2 separate regions of the Sus scrofa genome follow, and region 2 is linked to region 1. A link is a contact called in public Hi-C data. All regions are on one chromosome and are shown on one strand. Each heading gives the region's core, a stretch centred on a gene start, on an enhancer-like site or on the middle of the called end of the contact. The rest is flanking DNA. Distances are from core to core; before and after follow the strand shown.

Evidence for each region. A called contact is a pair of places that touch in the nucleus more often than the background predicts.
Region 2: a contact with region 1 is called in a Hi-C map of brain, with 7 times the contacts expected there. The contact joins the promoter of CCDC8 here to the promoter of PNMA8A in region 1. A contact is called at or near these places in 3 of 5 promoter capture datasets (fetal liver, fetal skeletal muscle and liver), 38 of 47 Hi-C or Micro-C datasets (adipocytes, adipose tissue, alveolar macrophages and 20 more) and 2 of 2 datasets of contacts at active chromatin or transcription factors (alveolar macrophages and skeletal muscle).

Annotation. Positions count from the first base shown.
Region 1 is chr6:52,425,902-52,431,663 of Sscrofa11.1, reverse strand. PNMA8A (PNMA-like protein 1) reads right to left here and starts at 2,445. Exons shown (of 6, transcript XM_005664614.3): 1 at 1,955-2,445; 2 at 1,773-1,953; 3 at 1,678-1,770; 4 at 1,530-1,676; 5 at 748-1,527; 6 at 1-247. The coding sequence starts at 2,022. The coding sequence ends at 200. It overlaps LOC102166902 (a long non-coding RNA gene), which reads left to right and starts at 2,561. Exons shown (of 3, transcript XR_303849.3): 1 at 2,561-2,646; 2 at 5,437-5,551.
Region 2 is chr6:52,471,454-52,476,508 of Sscrofa11.1, reverse strand. CCDC8 (coiled-coil domain-containing protein 8) reads right to left here and starts at 2,001. Exons shown (of 1, transcript XM_003127233.4): 1 at 1-2,001. The coding sequence starts at 392.

The sequences.
Region 1 (5,762 bases), core at 1,196-3,695:
AAAGCAGGCCTGGCAGAGGAATAAACCACAGGGGTACGCCTGCCTCCCCCTCCAGCCCCCAGAATTCTTCCCACCTAAGATCTCACACGCCATTTACCTCTGAGAGCCGAATTTCTACAAACTGGGTCCCTAAACGAGTCAAGAGTCAATGTCCAGAGAAACGTTGTTCCCGACTTGGAACTTCTTCCTTGGTCTTCTTTCAACTCCTCAGGTACGGGTGGTCCCCCAAATCAAAGCTTTCGGGGTTCTGTGGATAAATTAGAACAGCTAAAGAACAGAAGCGGGGCGAAGAGTCATTGGGAAGTTTTCCCACTTGCTTGAACGTTCGAAGTCCTTGAACATCTCTAACTCCCGAGCAGGCCTCCAGAAAACTCCACCCTCAAAGCCACCTACCCTGACAAATGACATAACCCCAAACAACCCAACTTTTGCGGACGGAGATGGGTTGGGTGGCTGGAGAATACCCCAGAGACACTCACAAACAAAAGACAGGTCAGTGGGTTGGCTCTGCCACTTCCTGTCCCCAGAGGTGTCCCTAATGTTGGCCTTCAGGGGATCCTGGGAGGGGAGTCAGGGCTCTCAACCTCTAAAACCTCAACTAGGGCGTCACCCGCCTCCTCCACTGCACTGGGGCCCGCCTCGCCCACTATTTGATGTGCCGACCCCCTGGGTTCCTCTGCCCCCACCTCCCTCTGCTCCTCCCCCCCATTTGCTGACTCAACCCAAGTGACTTGTCGTCATTCTCACCATCGGAGGCTGTGGCTTGGCCTTTGGACCCTGTGAGTTTGAGGCTGGCGACTCAGCAGGCTGTGGGCCCTGAGGGGCCTTCTGGACCATTATGTTCCTTCCCGAGCCTGGCCCTTTCTTCGGAATCACTGGTTTCTTCTTGGTGTCCTCCGAATCAACAAGGACATAGGAGACAGGGCCCAAGCTCACCTTCTTTTTCTTCTGCTTGGGGGCAGGGCTCTTGGCCGGGGCCCAGCCCATGGCCTTCTGCTTTGGTGGGCCCTCTGGACCACCATCTTGGTCTGACTCAGAGGCAACTCCAGGGCTCCCAGCTCCTGCCCCAGCATCGTCCGGTGTGCTACTGGGAAACTTCCAGGCACATTTCACTACTGGCTTCTTCAGAGCTGATTCCTGCTTCACACAGGGCTTTTTGCTGCCCCCGACATATTCTGAACCCTCTGTATTTTCAGCATCACCAGCCTCAGGAGCCTCCAAAGAGGCCGAGCCACGAGAATGGCTGCCTTTAGACTTCTTCCAGGGCAGTGATTCCCGCTTGGGAGTTTTTTTCTGCTTAGTTCTCCTGGAGCGAATTTTAGCTCCAGCTTTTCTAACCCAAGGTTTAGGAGGGTCACCCTCAGCTTCCACATCATTCCAGTCGTCCACCTTCTCCACTTTCGAGGCAGAGCCCACCTCTGCAGCCCACCCTGGCTCCTTCTTGACCTTCCTCCCTGCTGCAGAAGCCAAGGATGCCACCACCGGGGCCTCAGCAAGCTCCTGAGCCCTAGCTTCCTCCCTGCTCCGCGCAGCTCGGCATCCGTGTAGAAGATAGCTTGCACCACTGCCCCTAGAAGCACCCCCAAGGCTTCTGCCCAGTTCTCCGGGGGCTGATTCTGGTTGCGGGGTGGTCGGGGCTGGTTGAGCTGCAGCAGGTGGACCACATCCTCCCAGGTGCTGCCCCTCCGCATCCAGGAATTCATTCAGGTTTTTTTAAAACTCAGCATCCTGGGTGGGGTCCCTACACACCACTCTCCAGACGCCCCCCCCCCCCTTCCTGGGAATGCCCGGGGTATAGCCCTCAGGTTCACGCCCTCGCCGACCTCGATGAGGGCAGCTTTGGCATTCTCTTCTCTCAAAAAAATCTTATTGAGCACGAAGTATGGGCCCAGTGGGGAGAGGACCCCATTCAAGGTCTCCTCAATTTCCGCCTGCCCACAGTCCTCCGGGATGCACCAACAGGGACCTCCGGAAGTCCACATCCATGCCCCGGCACCAGTCCTCCAAAAGGGTCACCGCCATGGCTGCAGACCCCTGACGTCTCCAATCCCACGTGTACTGAAGCGTCTACTGGGAAGACCCGGGCTGTAGCGGTCCCTAAATAGCAATTCTGTAAGGTGACAAGAGGCGGGGGGTCACATTCCCGGGAACAAGGCCAGGCTCAGAGATCTCAGCGGTCCCCTCCACGGCTGGGCGGCAGAGGCCTCGCGCTTTCCCAGGGCCTTCCTCCCCAAACCGTGCCCGGTTGCTCACACGTGTCCCGGAATCAGCCGAAAACCAAAAACCAAAGAAAGGCCACCCTGATGCACGAAGGTGCCAGCTCGGACCAAGGGCCCGGGGACACCAGCGTCCGTTCCAACTCGAACCCGAGTGGGTCATAAGGGATCTGGCCTCATCCAGTCAGCAGCTCCGAGCCCGAGGGGGGCGATTCGGCGGTGCGCGCTTGCGCACTTTCGCACTTGCTCCCGCGCAGCCCGGCGCGCAAGGCCCGCGGTCCCCATGGCAACCGATGATTGCAAGGGGCCTGCGCGTGGGCTTCGTAATTGGGCTGGGGGAGCCGGGCGGAAGTTTACTGCTCAGCTGTTGACCAATCCAGGCGTGTTCTCTGATTGTCCCTCCGCGTGCAGCCTTTCCACCCTGCTCTATGTGAGTAGCGTCTGGCACGGGAGGTGGGGAGTGTTGACTAATGAGGCTGCGCTAACGAGGCCTTTTACCTTCCTGTTGGGTTCAGCCAGCAGGACTCATGGGCACCACCAGAAGTCAGAGAGCGAGGAGAAAGACTGGCTTCAATCCCTGAGTTCCTCTAACAAAAGCCAGAGCTTTTGTTGTGAGCCTTCTCCTTCAGCTACAGTTCCTTTTTCCAGAGATTTCCAGAAGCCTTTAGAAATGTGTACACACACACACACACACACACACACACACACACACACACACCCAACCCCCGCAAGCCTGAGGATGGTGCCTCATCTTTGCTGATTTCCTCCGATCACTGCCTAACAGACAGCACTTTTGTTAATGGAGCAGTCCTTATGACTAGGTTTGAGTTGCCATGCTTCATGTCCAGGCCTCACGGATACAGCCACCTGGCAATGCAGCTTCCTAACCGTGCCATTTAAGCGATTTGAGCTCTCTGAGCTCCTTCCTCTTTTCCACAGTAGGAATACAAATACAAACTTTTCGGATCCGGAAATTTTGAAAATTCAGGGCGAGCGTGTATGAAAGATGCAGTGGGCCTAGGTAGTCAACCAAAATCTGTTGCTTGAATTCCATTTTGGACTCGGCCTTTACAGGGGCAAAGAGCCAAATATCCATTTCACTTCCTCTCTGGCATCCCTGAACTTGGGCATTATCAATATTTGTGTGATTGGGAGGTTCTGATGTGGCCTGGAACAAACCCAACTAGCATCTGTGAGGACGTCGATTTGATCCCTGGCCTTGCTCCGTGGGTCAGAGATCTGGCATTTCCATGAGCTGTGGTGGAGGTCACAGAAGAGGCTCAGGTCCCTCGTTGCTGTGGCTGTGGTGTAGGCCGGCAGCTGTAGCTCTGATTCGACCCCTAGACTGGGAACCTCCGTGTGCCATGAGTGCAACTCTAAAAAGCAAAAAACAAACAAAAAAGAATCCCCATTGTAGCTCAGTGGTTAACAAAGCTGACTAGTATCCATGAGGATGCAGATTTGATCCCGGGTCTCCCTCAGTGGGTTAAAGATCCGGTGTTGCCATGAGCTGGGGTGTAGGTCACGGACACGGCTCGGATCCCAAGTTGCTGTGGCTGTGGCGTAGGCCGGCAGCTACAGCTCTGATTAGACCCCTAGACTGGGAACCTCCATATGCCAAAAAGAAAAACAAAAAAACCCACAAATGTTGGGAGTTCCCATTGTCATGTTGCCAAATGTGTAGCCCTAAAAAGCCAAAAACAAAAAGAAAAACAAAAACAAAATAAAGCAAAACAAAACCAAGAAGAGCTGGAGTTCCCGTCGTGGCGCAGTTGTTGATGGATCTGACTAGGAACTATGAGGTTGCGGGTTTGATCCCTGGCCTTGCTCAGTGGGTTAAGGATCCAGCGTTGCTATGAGCTGTGGTGTAGGTCTCAGACATGGCTCAGGATCCCGAGTTGCTGTGGCTGTGGTGTGGGCCGGCAGCTACAGCTCTGATTAGACCCCTAGCCCAGGAAACTCCACATGTTGCGGGTGCAGCCCTGAAAAGACAAAAAAGAAAAAAAAAAAACAAAAAAAAAACCCAGAAGAGCAACTGGATCGCTCACATGTGCACAGTTCATGTACATATATTTTGGAAACTCTCTGGCTCTACCTACTAAAGCAAACCATATATTTAAAAAATAAGTAAATAAACAAGAGTGCATGATGTGGTTCAGTGGGGTAAGAACCTGACCAGAGCAGCTCTGGTGGCTGCAGAGATGAGGGTTCAATCCTCGGCCCAGTGCAGTGGCTTAAAGGATCTGGTGTTGCCGCAGCTGCTCCGATTCAATCCTTGGCTCTGGCTCAGGGACTTCCACACATCACGAGTGCGGTCATAAAAATAAAAAATAAAATAAAGTTGAAAAATAAAAAATTTAAAAATAAAAAAAAATAAATTGAAAACGTTTTAAAAAGTAAAAAAAAAAAAAAAAAAAAAAAAAAAAAAAAAACCAACACAAACCCTGCAACTTAAGAACTCCATGCCTAACTGTGTAAACACTCAACAGAAATGTCTTCACTAAAAGCCATGGGCGAGGATATTGGTTGCAGCACTGTTCACGGTAACTAAAATCTAGAAATTACCCAAACACCAATCAGGAGAAGAACACTAAACTGTATAGCATGTTCACACACTAAAATACTAAACTATTATCATTATTTTAGTATTTCAAGCAGAGTTCGATCAGAGAAACAGATTACTGAAGTAATTAAGCATTCCAAAATGTTTAAGAGATGCATAAATAAGTACATGAGAGAAAAAAAAACCTTACATTTGGGAAGTTGCCCGGTGGTGCAGTGGGTTAAGGATCGGGCGTTGCCACAGCTGTGGCACAGGTCCTAACTTCAAGGTTCAGGTTTGAGCTCTGGCCTGGGAACCTCCGCAGATCACAGGAGAGGACCAAAAAAACCCTTAAATATATACACACAAATTTAAGTTATATACAAATACATATTTATAAATATACAATTATATGTGTGTGTGTGTGTGTGTGTGTGTGTGTGTGTGTGTGTATAAGTGGAGTCAGCTACCTGCCCCTCCTCCCATCAGTGAAACACCATGATTACCAGTGGACCTAAAATAGTTTTGAAGCATCCTTAGTAGGAGTTCTGGCTGTGGTTTCCATGACAGCACTTCCAACTGCAGTTTCCATGACGACCTGTCCCAGCAACCCCCACTCTTCCACCCATCTCTGCACTGTAGGGTTACCTTTGTGTTCTCTTCCCATTTCGCCTTTAGGTGTTTATTTTGTCTTCTTGTGTATTTCATTTGAGAACGCACAGAATTTCCATGCATACTGAACACACAGAAGATTGGGGGTGCTCTGGGCTCCCACCCAGCTCTCCTCTGCCAAGTAAGTTGTAATGACCCGCCATGTTGGCCCTGTGACTTATCTGGTTTGTGCTGGGAGAGCTCCTTCTGGCTTCAGACTTCCTTTAGTTTGTACTTCTAAAGGTCACATGACATGGCTTTCCCCCTCGTCACTCACCCCCAGACTGCCAGCCTCAACATCTGGTGTGAGGAGTTCCCATTGTCGCCCAGCGGGTCTCGAACCCGACTAGTAT
Region 2 (5,055 bases), core at 752-3,251, 45 kb before region 1:
CGCAGCCTCCTTCCACGCCCCGTGCCTTTGTGGTCCTTGTCATCCTTGTCTCTGGAGGTTTCAAAGTCGCTGAACTCGCTGTCACTGGCATTGCTGCTGTCATAAGTACCCACGACCAGCCGAGGAGGTGGCGTCACCATCTGCGGGACTCTCCTCCTCGATCCGGGCTCCTTGGGCTTTTTAGGGGGCTGGGGCGGGTGGGGGGTGCTCTTCTCGATGATGCGGGCCACATCCTCCAGGGTGCGGCCTTCTTCCTCCAGAAACTGGATCAGCCGCTCCCGAAATTCCGCCTCCTTGGTGGCGGGCTTGGAGATAACCCTCCAGACGCCTCCCGCCAGCCTGACCTCGCGGGGGATGAGCAAATAGTCTACGTCCTCGCCGATCTGCAGCATCCCCACCGTGGAGTCCTCCTCGCGGCGGAACACCTTGCCGATCTTCTTGAATGTCCCCACCGGCTTCAAGGCTTCCACGAGGACGTCCAAATCCACATCTTTGCAGATGTCGGGGACGCTCCAGAGGATCAGGCAATCAGGGGAAGGGAGGAAGCCCCAGGGGAACCAGCCCCCCACGTGGCTTTTCTCGAGGGTCTTTAAGATCTCCAGGGTGAAATCTAAAGTGCGGGCAAGGAGCCCAAACTACTCGCAGCGCCGAGTCTTGGGGTGGGGATGCGGTCCCAAGAGCGCGGCCGGGAATCTCACCTCCCAGTTTCTCTGCCCGCAACAAGTCGGGTCGTGATCCAGTTCGCTCCCCTCAAGGACTGGTGGGAATCGATTCAGGGTGCTTACGTGAGTCGGAGTCTCAAGGTTCCAAGCCCGCCGCAAGCTGTAAATGGGTGTCCCGGCTCCAACTCAGTGTAAGGACTGCTGGTGGCTCTTCCTGTGCCAGGCACAGGGGACGTCCCTGGAACTTGGGAAAGGACTTTGCAGACAAAGACGGCTCAGCTGTGGCTGTTCAATATGGCCGAGGCTCTTGGAGGCCGCAGCCAGCTCCCCAGGAGGGTCTCCCGCCCCTAGGCAGGCTGCCACCTCGGTCCAGGCTGACCTTGACGCGCCTCCGCCCCCAGCCTGCGCGCCCAGGGCCGGCGAGTGCGCGCGCGGGCAGGAAGTTCCTCCTCGCCTTCCCCCTGGATGAGGCCCACCTTCTCCCTGCTCGGCTTACACTCCCGGACTCGGGGAAGACTGACAGGGGGGCTGTCCACTCCCCTTGGGGCGCCCTCGCCGCCCTCCCCCCCAGGGGTGTGGCTGCGCCCCGGGCCTCTCAGGGGCCCCGGCTTCCAAGCCAAAGGCCTGCGGTGCCGACGCCCACGTCAGCAGCTTTCTCTGAGAAAGGCAGCAGTTCCCGAAACTACCGTCCCAAAAGTGCGGGTTCCAGCCCAGCCCTGAAGGTGGGCGCGCTCATCATCGGGCAATCCCTTGGAAAGCCACTGACAGTATAGTACCATCTTAAAATTAAGTGACTTTGGGTACCGGCAGTTCCTAGCCATATACCCAGACATGTGGGTGAAGAACCTGGTATCAAGGTCTTATTGCAGCTCATCATGGGGCTTGGCACAGAGTAGGTGCTCAAGAAATATTTTTGAGTGAATGAATGCACCTAATTGTTCACCGGTAGGGACTAACGGTGAAATACTAGGCCGTTATGAAAAAGAGAAGTGACTGAGAATAAACACATTTTAGGGAGCACTTCCTACGTACGAAGGACCATGCTAAGTGCTTTTTATAAATTAACTCATAAAATTCACACAAAAACATCAGGATACAGATAATACGATGCTCATTCCCATTGTACAGCTGAGGAAATAAAATCAATCTCTTGCTCAAGGTCACATGGCCAGGAAGAAGACTGAACCTGGATTTGATTCTGAAACAGTCTAATGTGTGTGTAGACCAAAGGGCCTAGGTGTATACATACATTTGTCATGTGTAGAAGCACTGCCAACAGTGGCTATATCTGGGGACCCCGGAGGTGGCTTTTCACTTTTCACATGACTTTTCACTCTATCATTTTGGAGTGCTTCAATTTTTAACAATCAAAAATGTTAACTGAAATAAGTTAAATTAAATTGAAGGACCTCAGATACCTCAAAAATGTTAATTGAAATAAGTTAAATTAAAGGGTCAGGATTCGCAAAGCTTCTTGGGTAACTGTGAGGCAACCACATGCACAGCAACAACTGCCTTAGTAATAATAACGGTTAACCTGCATGGATGCTTTCTTTGAAACCAGGCATCCTGAGTGGGCCTGTTATGAATCTGCAGAGCTACACCGAAAGGTGAATGCCTTCACTATCATCTCCTTACAGCTGGGGACACTGAGGCTGGTCCCCGATTGCACAGTTCGAAGTGGAGAGCCAGATATTTGAACCAGATCCCAGACGTTAGAACTAACTCCAGGCTCTGAAGATACAGCTGATCTGCGTCCTCCTGAGAGTGCTAGGCTGTTTGACCCCTTAAAAGCCATCGCATGTCCAGCTGCCCTCAATGCTTGCCTGGATCCATACAAATCCCTCCTCGTGGGGCTCCCTGCTTCCTTCTCACTGCCTATAATCAATCCACCCCCAACCTAGCAACTTAAGCCAGATCTGTCTCTCCTCTAATTTTTTTTTTTTTTTTTTTTTTTTTTTTGTCTTTTTGCTATTTCTTGTGCCGCTCCTGCGGCATATGGAAGTTCCCCGGCTAGGGGTCGAATCGGAGCTGTAGCTGCCAGCCTACGCCAGAGCCACAGCAACTCGGGATCCGAGCCGCGTCTGCAACCTACACCACAGCTCACGGCAACGCCGGAACCCCGACCCACTGAGCAAGGGCAGGGATCGAACCCGCAACCTCATGGTTCCTAGCCGGATTCGTTAACCACTGCGCCACGACGGGAACTCCTCTCCTCTAATTTTAAAGTCCTCGCCATCACCCACAAAGTCCCACTTCCCGCTCTCTTTCTCTCTTCCTCACTCCACTCCAGCCACACCTGCCTCCTCATTGGTCATCCAATAAATCGGGCTTACCTCCACCTTCAGGTCCTTTGCATCACTGGTCCCAACACCCAGAAAGTTCTGCCCCTACCTTCTCTTGGCAATCTCCCTCTGCTCAAATGTCATCTTTTTTTGTTGTTGGCCGTGCAGAAGGTCTCAGGCTAGGGATCTAGCCCATGCCACAGCAGTGACAATACTGGATCCTTAAGCACTAGGCGCTAGGGTGTTGCAAAAGGTTATCACTTCAGAGGTCATACTGCACCCTCCCCAAATTACTGAGCAGTCTCTACCCTCTTGAGGACCCTTTAGCTTAGGAATTCTTAACCTTTTCCATGTCAAGGACCCTTTTCAGGATAGTTTTGCAATGCATGGTATTGTATTATTGGATTACAAAGGAGACCAATTTTAATGTATGCAAATGTTAAAAAAAAATTCCCCAAACACCAAAAAACCCGGGTAAACTAGTGACTCTAATATAAGGTATAAAAATAAACACATATGGAGTTCCCGTCGTGGCGCAGTGGTTAACGAATCCGACTAGGAACCATGAGGTTGCGGGTTCGGTCCCTGCCCTTGCTCAGTGGGTTAATGATCCGGCGTTGCCGTGAGCTGTGGTGTAGGTTGCAGACGCGGCTCGGATCCCGAGTTGCTGTGGCTCTGGCGTAGGCTGGTGGCTACAGCTCCAATTCGACCCCTAGCCTGGGAACCTCCATATGCCGCGGGAGCGGCCCAAGAAATAGCAACAACAACAACAACAACAAATAAAATAAAATAAACACATATAATTTCGTTTAACTCACAGCATGTGATTTCACTTAACTCGTGAAGGAACTGGGCAGATGTTCGGGGTAAGCGGGAAGAGAGAGAGGGAAAGAAGAAAGAAAGATACTTGGCAGGCAGAGGACGGCTAAGGTCTCAGGGAAATTTTTGTACAATTATTGGCTCATTTGGATTGTTTTTGCTTTTACAGAGCCAGGTCTTTAGGCTTTGCTGTATTTTCTCCTCAAAAAGTCCATCCCAACTGCCCCCGGGCTCAGTCCCCGCCCCCCAACCGCGCCCCGCCCTTTTTTGCACAGCTTCTAGCCCCGCCTCCCAGCGGTCTCCATGGCGACGAGGAGACGCGCTCCCTCGCTAGAGGCTGCTCTGAGAGGGTGGGCGGGGCAGGGCAGCGCCTCTTCTCCGCTTCTTTTCCCATCTCTAGGCCTGATTTCCTCGTCAGTTTCTCTGAAAAGCTGTTTTGTAGGGGCCCGAAACTAAAAATTTCTAAATGTTGACTTAAGAATCCAGCCCTGAGAAGTCAAGGCTTCCACGTGGGAATGACCTCGCAGATGAGACACTGGGTTTTGTAACTGGTAAAAGTTGCGTATGTGGCGGAGGCGGGGTGGGGTGGGGTGGTGGAGATTATCCTAGAAATAAAAGCCCAAATGTTCAACATTTTTGCAAAAATTGCCAACCCCTGGGCAGTTCCGCTGTGAGGGATTTAGATTCCCAGTTCTTTGGCAGGCGAGATTCTCCAGCCGCCCCAGAAAAAACGATAATTACAGCTCCCACTTTTATACTTGTTTAAAAGAAATGAAAAACCCAGCAAGAATGGAGAAAGAAAACAAAACATGGCTCAAATCTCTCTACCCAGCTACCCTTGGTTGCCACTCTAGAAAATAATAATAAAGGTGACAAGTACATGTTACGAAAATGCTGGAATTGCCGAACCGTGTAAAATAAAAAATGTCTAGCTACCAGCCCTAAGCCTCCAGCCCCTTCCCCCAGAGTAATCTCAATTAAATACCTCTGTGCTTTCCAGGAAAAAAATTCTTGCAGGGATAACTTTAGAATTTACCTCATGAGGGTTTTTAACATCATCCTGAATTATTTTCACCACATCGCTTCCTGGTATTTTCTTATTTATTGTCTCACCCTATTGGAATTCCAGCCCTATGAGAGCAGAGATTTATATTTGTCTGGTTCGTTCACTGCTGAATTTGCAGAATCTAGAACAGTGCTGGTAGGCGCTCAAAATATTTGTTGAATGAATGAGTGAGGGGATTAGGCTAGATCTAGTGCTAAAAACTTGCTTTTTTCATTTAAAAGCA